Regions from separate parts of the Mus musculus genome. Here region 2 is linked to region 1. The links are chromatin contacts, called in public Hi-C maps. All regions are on one chromosome and are shown on one strand. The core of a region is the stretch at or near the end of the contact, and the rest is flanking DNA. Distances in the headings are between cores, read along the strand shown.

Evidence for each region. A called contact is a pair of places that touch in the nucleus more often than the background predicts.
Region 2: a Hi-C map of cortical neurons shows a contact between it and region 1, with 2.0 times the contacts expected there. The contact joins two enhancer-like sites. A contact is called at or near these places in 5 of 484 Hi-C or Micro-C datasets (the MC3T3-E1 cell line, cerebral cortex, cortical neurons and 1 more).

What each region holds. Positions count from the first base shown.
Region 1 is chr11:25,734,427-25,739,350 of GRCm38.p6, forward strand. All of the region lies in intron 2 of 5730522E02Rik (RIKEN cDNA 5730522E02 gene), which reads right to left. Among named protein-coding and RNA genes, the nearest start is that of Gm51856, 47 kb to the right of the region's middle. Within about 2 kb of position 2,980, at least 10 of the 459 cell types and tissues checked have an H3K27ac peak or open chromatin away from gene starts, as enhancers often do. A contact at or near this core is called in cortical neurons, where this site is marked.
Region 2 is chr11:26,059,308-26,064,231 of GRCm38.p6, forward strand. The region is part of intron 1 of 5730522E02Rik (RIKEN cDNA 5730522E02 gene); the gene reads right to left. Among named protein-coding and RNA genes, the nearest start is that of Mir6372, 140 kb to the right of the region's middle. Within about 2 kb of position 2,319, at least 3 of the 459 cell types and tissues checked have an H3K27ac peak or open chromatin away from gene starts, as enhancers often do. A contact at or near this core is called in cortical neurons, where this site is marked.

The DNA of each region.
Region 1 (4,924 bases), core at 1,730-4,229:
ATTAGTGTATTAATTGTGTAAGAAATTAATGTAGACATAGCTTGATACCTTCTAGTATCTCCAAGTCTTCATTTGCATACATGTGCTCTCCTCATTTAAGTGTCCCTTGACAGAATGTACTGTCTTCTCTCCTTCGTTTAGCCACAAGGATTCTTGCTGGAGATGGCATTTCCTTTGCTCTTGTGGCTAACATGAAAGAGAGAAGACTGTACCGTGATTCAAGAGCTTGTCTTCCTAACAAATGGCAGCTTTCTGTCCATCATTCTTCCTGATTAGAGAAATTCTTAAACTGCTCTGAAGTAATAAAGTTATTTTGTTTACTTTTTTGTTATTTTCACATTTATGTGTACTGGTTCTTTCTTCTCTGTCATCTTTCCAAACTAGCCTACAGTTCCCTAAAGTAAGGGAAACTCATTTATGCCTCATTATGTCTGCCCCATCTAGACTAATTCTATGTATACAGTTAGGGCCAACAAATATTTGTTATGTGAGTGAAGAGTAGTCACTTTTTCAAATATCACCACTCTCTACGTTGTCTGATATACTAGATGTACCCAAATTTATACACATTACAGGGTGTTCAGTTATTCACATGAGCTGTCTGTTTTCATTAGATAAAAGAATAGACCAATGAGATCAGTATTGTACCATCAAGCCCAATGCAAATGTGTTTATTTTGCAAACAGAACTTTCTGTGCCTAAGGACTGGGTCTTTGTTCTTAGTAAGTACCAAAATAAAGAAAGTGACAAACACCAACATAGTCCAGCATAACAAGTAATGAGTATCAACATAAGAATTAAAACCCTGTCCTGTGCACCTGGTCACAGGCCCTGCTGCCCTGTTAGTCAAAGAGAAGTGGATACTACTATAAAAAAAAATGTAGGCTACAGTGCAGCCAGCTGTGGCAACAGACAGAGCAGAATATTCTGGGCTTTTGTGTTAGACAGTGCTCCTGCACTGTGCAACCTGGCCAGGTTAGGCAGTCATGCTGTGCCTTTTGGTTTCCTACAGAGTGAAATACAAGAGTAGTAGTGACAGCCTCCTCACTGTCAAGGTTGAAAATGGGAAGAGTAATACCCAGGGCAGTGAGGATGTCATGAACCTTGGCTGTGAGCTAGGGTGCACTCGGGACCACTCACACTTACCAACTCTTCTTCACAAACAAACTCCAAGCAGTGTATTGGAAAATCTTCAGTGGGACTCAACCCGATTTGGAGGGAGTCAGAAGACAGCAGAGAGGCAGCTCTTGGGAAAGCAAGTTGGCCACGCCCACATGATCCCCATTGTTGTTGAGGCTCTTGGTGCTGATGCCCTTGAGCAGATTATCTGGGTTTGGTGAGTAATAAACCCAGATCCGAGTGAATTATGCTCAAAGAACAAAGAGAACTGAAGATGAAGGAACATGGAGGCCACAGGCTGGAGTAAGAAAACCACTTCTCAGAAAGCACAGGCTGAAGAGAGCACTTAATTACAAAGTGGTGCCAGGAAGCACAGTTTTAAAGAAACAGAGCTCTTGGAATCAGGGTAACCTGGTACCTTTAGACATATAAGCACCCCACTAAAGGAGGGGGCACTCGTGACATTGGAAAGATCACCATTAGGTTGCTACATGTTTGCGAGACATTCAGATGTACATGTAATCTCATGTTGATGTGATTTCTAGAAAGAGAAAGTTAAAAATGCAGATGCACTTTTAATGAATGCTTACTCTTCTCTTTGTCTGGAGTCTAAAAAAACACACATTCTTTCCAGTTATTGTAGCAGTATTATTTTGTATAACATTTGAAGCAATGTGTGCTGTAAGGCATCCCAGTATCCCAGTATCCCCATCTACCTCACACCCTTCTGACATTTTTACCTGAGGGCTGGTCCTCTTGGTGAGGAGGAAGATCTACTGAATGTAAGCCATGTGGTTTTTATTCCTTCATCCTGATTGTAATAAACTTAAAGGGACATGCTTAATGTTCAACAAAAAAGAAGGTTTCTGGGGCCATTCCAGCAGGAAGATAATGTCACACTGCAACAGCAGCGAGAGTGTTAAGATCCTGCCAGACAATATGGTCTCAGATTCTAACCACACGGGTCACTTCTGGACAAGGGAGCCTTTGCAAACTTGTACAGCACTCTGTGACAAACATCTCCATGATCCTATGATTATTATCTTGCTGTTTTTATTATTGCTGTTCTGTGTCTTCTTGGGGAGTGACTTCCTCTGGGAAGTTAGTATAGTTCACCTTCTGGCAGGGTAAACATTTTTTTTGCATCACAGGGTATGATTTAGCCAGTTTCTCTGAGTTGTTCAATTGCTGGGAAAACTGTAGGGTTTGGGCTTTATGCCTGAAGGAGACACAGCTGGAGATCAGCTAAGGGTGCATGCTTCCCCCATCTCCCCATGTCCTTTGGGCCCAATTCACCACAACCTGAAAGGGGGAGCAAATTTGCCAGAAGGCAGCCTTGTCTTCACATTCATTTTAAGTACTACTTCTGAGGACCTAATAGGACCCAGGCCTGTGCTTTAGACTGTTGGAAGTTAAGATGTTCCAAGTTTTAGAAACAAGTTGAGGTTGGATTGAGTCACATTTTGAATGTGCACATGCACGCGCGCGCACGCACACACACACACACACACACACATGCACACACCATCAAGCCTTACAGAGTGAAGGGTAGAAATGGCATCCAGCACTCTTGTCCTTAGAAATTAGTTAGAACACCCCAGCAAAGCCCCAGGGAAGGTGGAGTGGCTGGGACATTAAGCAAGGTATTTAGGGATCTCTCTTTCCAGCAGGAAGGAGGAGAGCGGGGACATTGTTAATTGCAAGAAAATGGGCAAAGAAGCGCGCATTAACTTCCATGCTCTAACAGGGCAAGGGAGAGAGATTACAAGAACAGCACAAAAACAAATGTGTGCGGCCTTCTCCTGCTTCCCAAGGGAGGGAGATGAGCATCACAGGATTTGCTGCGGAGCCCACGGCCAGCACAATCTATTAAATAGCTCAAGTTAGTCAATGTAGAAGAAATTTTTAGACACACATGCCCAACCATATGTGCATGGCCAAGATTTAAAATAGAAAAGTGAGAGACTGTTGGATGACTGAGGATTTTTCCCTTGCCAGGAAGTCCTCCTTAAGGATTTCATAGCTTGCAAAAGAGAACTGCTTGCCAGACAAGCCAAGAAAAAGACATGGAAGATTGGGACCTGCTTCCTTAATGATGAAATGTCATGCTGTTATGTAAATCAACCTGAAGAAAAAAGGCAGGCATGATTAAGATGGCTTTGCAGAAACAAGAAAGGTCTTGACATCTCCTCCTAAAATTGCTTTAATTCCTCAAATCACAGGGCTGGAGGCACAGGCTGAATTCCATGGTGGCTGCATAGAGAAAAGTACGGAAGCTTCTCTCCTGTAAAACCCTTGCTTCAGTTCAACTTATACTGTATGACTGCAGTTAGATGGGTTTGTAACGCCTCTGAATTGTTACATTTATGGCAGAATGAGGTGTGGCCACTTGACTGCTCTGTGTTTTTCTTCATGTATATGGAAGAATATTCTAACAGAATGAGATGGGTCTTCAGTTTCATCGAGAGCAGCATTATTACATCTGTGTTGTGTGTCCAAGACACATAAGCATTATTACTATGAGTGATATATATATATATATATATATATATATATGTGTGTGTGTGTGTGTGTGTGTGTGTGTGTGTGTGTGTATGTATGTATATATATATATATATAATATAACATACATATATATTAGTTTCATCTGTGGACTGTGGACTATAGGAACTTCATCACCATTGCTATATTTGTGTAAAGTGTGTGCTGTAACACATGTACACACCAGAATTATGTCTGTGTGACATGTATACTATACTACACACCAATCAGCATTATTGTATCTTATGCAATATAAGGAATGCCAATTTAGCCTAAGGTCAAAGATAATCACATTCTATTTTTTTTTTCAGAAACAGTGGCCAGGGGTACAGTATAAAAACAAAATTATCTTCTCACACATTGGAAGCTTTGGCCCTTCACTGCTCCAGCTCTTGGGTTATTTGCTCTAATTTCTGCGTTAGAGAAGAATTAAAAGCATGTCTTCTAGAAGTTCTATACTCAGAAAGCTTCCTCCTAAATTGTACCATCAATTTTCAATTAACTTAGATTCCTATAATTTTATGACCAGAGGGGACTTCAGAATTGATTTAATCAAATTCTGTCATTTTACGGAAGAGAAAGGTGAGGCCCTGAAATGTTAAGTGAGTTGTTACATTGCACAACTACTTGGTAAGTCAGATGGGCAAGCTCGTCTTCTGGCTTCCATTTCTGTATTCTTAATACCGTAACTTATTTCAGCACCATGTTACATAATTATGCTTCTATATTTCTAGAAGTAACCTGTATCTTCCTACTAAAATTCAACTCCCCTCCCCAAGTCCCAAGTTACTAAAGTAAAAGTGGCTCCTTGGAAGAAAAGGGTTGTCTACAAGACAATAAAGCAAGAAGGGGAAATATGGCTGATGGAAATCATAGTGGGCTGTGTTGTATTATCGGCCACAGGCACATTATTAATCCATGCCACAATTAGGCATTATGAGAAATAACAGCATCACTGCAATTAAAGAGCAGCCTAAGAACCCCTGTGAGAATATGCTTTTTCTCCAGCAGGGAGAAGCCACTTCAGTGATGGGCTGGTACACTGCTCTACCTATTGTCAACAACTGAAATGTGTGACTTCTATAGGCAACATTAATTAAGTGATAGGAGTTCACATTACAGACCTTCCCTCTCCGGAGAAATAAGTTATGACTTCATGCTATACCATGATGCCACAGCTTCCTAGGGAATCTCATCCCATCTTCTTGTAGGCATCTGTATCCCTAACCCCTGGGGTATACTTTTATTTCAATCTTACTCATCA
Region 2 (4,924 bases), core at 1,069-3,568, 320 kb after region 1:
CAGTTTGGGATGCAAAACTCTATTTAGAAAATCAGACAAACAAAGTACCAGAAAGGGAGGAGTACATAAGTCGATTCACTTTCTATATTTCAAACAACAGGCACTGCTCCAGTTTGGTGGCATTCTTATTCCTTCATATCAGCAAAGAGCAAAGTAGAGTTCTCTCTACCCTTAATAGAAAGTTTATCCAGCCCTTTATTCATATTGCTTTGCATTTTGCCAGTAGTGAACATGTATAGATATATTTTGATAGTTTCACTAGAAATGTTAGAAGTGTGTGTATGTGTGTGTGTGTGTGTGTGTGTGTGTGTGTGTGTGTGTGTGTTTGTGTGTGTGTGTTTTCCTGCTAGGATTATTTGGGGAGAACTATCTATATACAATCCAATGCATAAGCCCCAAGAACCATAGAAAAATAGTGGGGCTGCCAATGTGTGTCTAGAACCAATTTGGCAAGCAAAGTACCAAAAGTATTTCCTGCACACATGATCCTTCTTGTTCCTTTCCCCACCTTACAGGCTTTATTCAACTTGACCTCTTTCCATCTTGGATGGCCTTACCCCCAGTTCTGCTTGGTACTCATGTCTAACTTCACTGGGATCTAACATCTATAAAATAAATTCAAAACTTCTTTAAATTACTTTCAAAATATGTTGCTAGCATAGAGTTGCATAGTTTCAATAGCTACGTTGCAAAGTGCAATTTAAATTCTGTTCCTCTAAATGTCTTCTTTCCCGCTTGAAAGCTCTCTTCAGGTTATGCTCCTGTGTTTGTGGAACTCACATCACAGTTGCTTTTTCAGTTGCAAAAACTGAATGACCCCTAATATGAACAGAAACCAAGATGACTGTAAAGACTCCTCTCCTCCTGGGACCATGTACACCACCTCGCCAGTGAGGGTGACGTCTAGTTGGACTTCTCCTTCCTTCCTATTTATCAATGTTAAACACCAAACAAAATGTGAGCAAAGCTCTGATTTCTGTTCAAAAACCTTCTGAGCACCCACACTATGCAACTCCATTGTTACACAAGGAGCCAGAAGTCTAGAGCCCATGAGTTTTGTAGCTGTTTCAGTTAGTGATAGAAAATGTTAGGCATGGTCTAGCATATTTATGGATGTTGTGGTCACAGGATGGTGAGTTACAAACCACATGTGAGCAAGCACAACAGTAAATGTCTGCAGATACATGCCTTAGCATAGAGTGAGTTTGATGCCTCTATCTGTTCACTGTTCTTCTATCAAAGAGAGGTTGATGTAAGAGAGTGTATTCTACAGAGCAAACCAAGACTCCTCTGCACTTGAGAGACAGTTTCCCTATTTCTTTTTTTTTTTAAGTGAATTAATCCTTATTTTGAAAACTCCTATATACTTACCTAGACAATCTCGCTCTCTTCTCTACTATGGACCACTTGCAATAACCAAACTCTTGAGAGACAAATCCTGAACACTTGTAAATCCAGCCTAAGTTTTAAGAACCTTTGGAGAGACACTGGGGCTTCAGACCCAGGTCAGAGAGTGAGTCTGTTCCAGATTTTCCTTTGCAAGCTTCCAGAATTTACTCGGTGTTTCTCAGCAACTTCACTACACTGCCCCGCACTTGCAGTCCATTCTGTCGGTGCTTTGATGTAACATATCTTAGTTCTTACTCATTGCCGTGTGTCTATCCTTGCCCAGTACATTACGAGCTTCATTATCTGCTCTTTATGACATTATCTGTCGCTGCCTCAATCATCCCATCCATAAAATGGAATTAACAATTCCTGTCCTCATTTATCTTGAACAAATACCGCCAGGGAAAATGAGCATATAAATTAAATAGCTTGCTGCTCTTTGAGAGAAAGTTGCCTTAGAAACACAGGCTTATTATTTCTCCATAGAAGAAGCTAAATATATTAGAGTTTGTACAATGTTGCTGGCTGTGATTTTGCTCTTTTTAACCCTAGGCTGAAGGACTACATTAATTCCAGTCCCTAGGTGAACCTTTTATTCCATTTTCCACAGGAGGAAAAAAAAAGTTACTTTGCAAAGAAAGGAAAGAAAGAAAAAAAATGCAGTATTCCCAAACCTCATTTAAGGAACATTCTGTTCTCCAAATTACAACGCAGCAAGCAGGCGAGGGGGAACTTTTAGAATCCTGCATCCAAGCTGGTTCCACACAGCAACCACTAATACAAAATGGCTTTAATTACTTTAATATAAATCCTGGAAATGTGCAGATGGATTGTAATAATTATGCAAAACTGCGATGGTCCTTTATAGAAACACAGATCTTGCTAGCTAAAAGAAAATGAAAAGAACACAAGTTCAACACAATATGTCAGGAAGCGTATCTCCTAAGAAGTCCTGTATTTCAAATGCCAAGCTGTACGTTTCATCTGATGTGGCCGTTGTTATGGAAACTATGCTTTTTGATTGAATAGCAGAATAAATACCTACCTAAAATCAGCATGATGGGCTACTGCATAAATTAAGAACTCCCAAGACAACAATAACTTGCAGTTCTTCCTTGAGATAAATTTGAAAAACACACACACGTGTGTGTGTGTGTGTGTGTGTGTGTGTGTGTGTGTGTGTTTATGAAATCGAACAAGAGCATAAGTATTTCCGAATTGAGTTCTCTTCCTTACCTGGAGCAGGGAGCTCTGCTTCACACTGTGTGTGAATGACAGTGCTTTATCTCCCAGACATACACACTGACCTCCTTGCTCACTTAAGGTTTATTGAGGGAAAAGATCTGATGCTTTGCCAAAAAATATTTTTTTTTAAAATAAAAAGTCACATTCCTCCTCTTTGCTTCTGAATTAGTGTAGAAGAAGACTTAAGAAACGAGTGTGGGGTTATTACAGTTGCGACTTTTAAATCAAGTGGGTCATATATAAACGTGGAAAATCCCCAGGCATGACCAAAAGGTCAGGTAAACATGGTTTTCCTATTTTTATGAGTGTAGTATTACACTGTTGCTGGTTTGTATTCATATTAACAGCCTTTCATAAATCATAACACAAATATATCTATATTTCCATGTAGATATAATTTAGCCACTTGCTGACTTAATTAGATTGCTCTAGAAAATACAGACTAAAGCATATTGACGTTTGTTTTCCCGCTTTTCCTTTTATACAGGTGATGTGGGCGAAAGTCAGTGCAACAGGCACCGGCTTACAACCTTCCCCAGAACAGGCATGCATTCGCCCATTGGATCAACAGCTTTCAATTTATTAGCATGACAAAGGACACAATTATTTTGGATATGCCTGAATGCAATTTTCATTAACTTTGCAATGATTTATTAACAAAAGTGTCAGGAATGTAATAAAAGCAGCAGGACTCTTTAAAATGCCAAAATAAAAAAAATGAAGACTATGCTAGAATTTCCCAACTCACCTTATGGCACCAGGTCAATAAGGTTGCCTGATTCCATCAAAAGCATCAGCATGGTGAGTGAACTCTGCAATTAACAAAGAGTAAGCACAAAAAATGCTAATATCTCATTTGAATGTAATTATGCACAGATTACTGTTCGCTGGAACAAGAAAAGGGATTTTAATTGTCATCCAAAGTTACACGCAAACCTAGATTCCTGTTAACTTTTTTTTTTTTTTTTTTTTTTTTTTTTGGTTGGGGTGTTCATGTGAGAATAAAGCAGGCAATTCACAATTCTTATGTTCAGGGACATTGTAAAAGACAATGCCTTTGTTTAAGAGATACAACTCACAAAGTTTTAAAATAACATCATTCCATGTATATTGGCAAGGTTAGTTTGTAATAAGTTTCACCATCGTTTGCATTTTAATACTATTTGATCTCATTTACATGTTTAAATTTGTTCCTGTAATAAAATTCATTAGTATGTTTATCATAACTACATAATGAATATAGCCCTTATGTAAAATAAAAAATTGAAAGTACATTAGAGACATTACAAGCTGTTTGAAATTACTGTGCTTTGCATATTATACCTTATTAATTAAATTATAAATTATTTATTTATGTTATTTCTTTAATCAGGGGCAAGCACTAGAACAATATTATATTAGTATAAGAAACACAACACAACTCAAAGCTAAATCACACATGGACCAATTTTCCATACAGAGGCACACTGATCCATTTTGCCTTGGGGTGGCCAATGCCACTCCCCCTGCTGTGCATCAAGGGCTGCAAAGAGCTGTTAAAAGGAGGCTGAGCATGGAGCAAATCGTGTTTCTGGTGCAAGTTAAGAACTTCACTTGTTAGTCTAATGTCTCCCTTTGCCTTCGCCTTTTAATAGTATAATTAGATCAGATATGCAGATGGAAGCAAAGAGCAAATCATTTTAGGAGTTAATGCTATGTCCCTTTTATTTGGAGTCCATGGGTAAGAAAAAAAAGTAATCTTTTCTATTATTTCCATTTTCTTCTGATTTCCTTTGTCAGCGGTGCTAAAGAATATGGGAAAGTGAAGTGAAGGAGCTAGAAGGGGAGAGGTAGAGGGGCTGGGGGCAAAGAGGGGAGAGAGAAGAGAACACAAAGGCCATTGCCCTAACTCACTAATGCTGCTTTTCCTCAGTTCTCTTAACTCCCCTTTAAATACAGATATTTAGCTGGTATGCTGGCACACTCTTAGCAATCTCAGCACTCAGAAGACAGAGGGAGGGTCTTGAGTCCCAAGCTAGCCTGAGCTGCAAAGGGAGACCCTGTCCCAAAAGAAAAAGCAACAGAAATCACTTAAATGTGGGTAAAAGATCTGAGATCTCTACACTTCTGTAGAGCTCTGAAGTCCATTTTCTAAGCAGGTTTATATAATCTTGTTTAATAACTCTGATTTGACCACAACCTGGCCTGTGTCTGAATTCACACCAAGTCTGATCATTTTGATAATGTTTACTTCTGGGTCTATATACATCAAGCAAACAGAAGTTTGGAGAGACCCTTCAGGCCTTAAGGA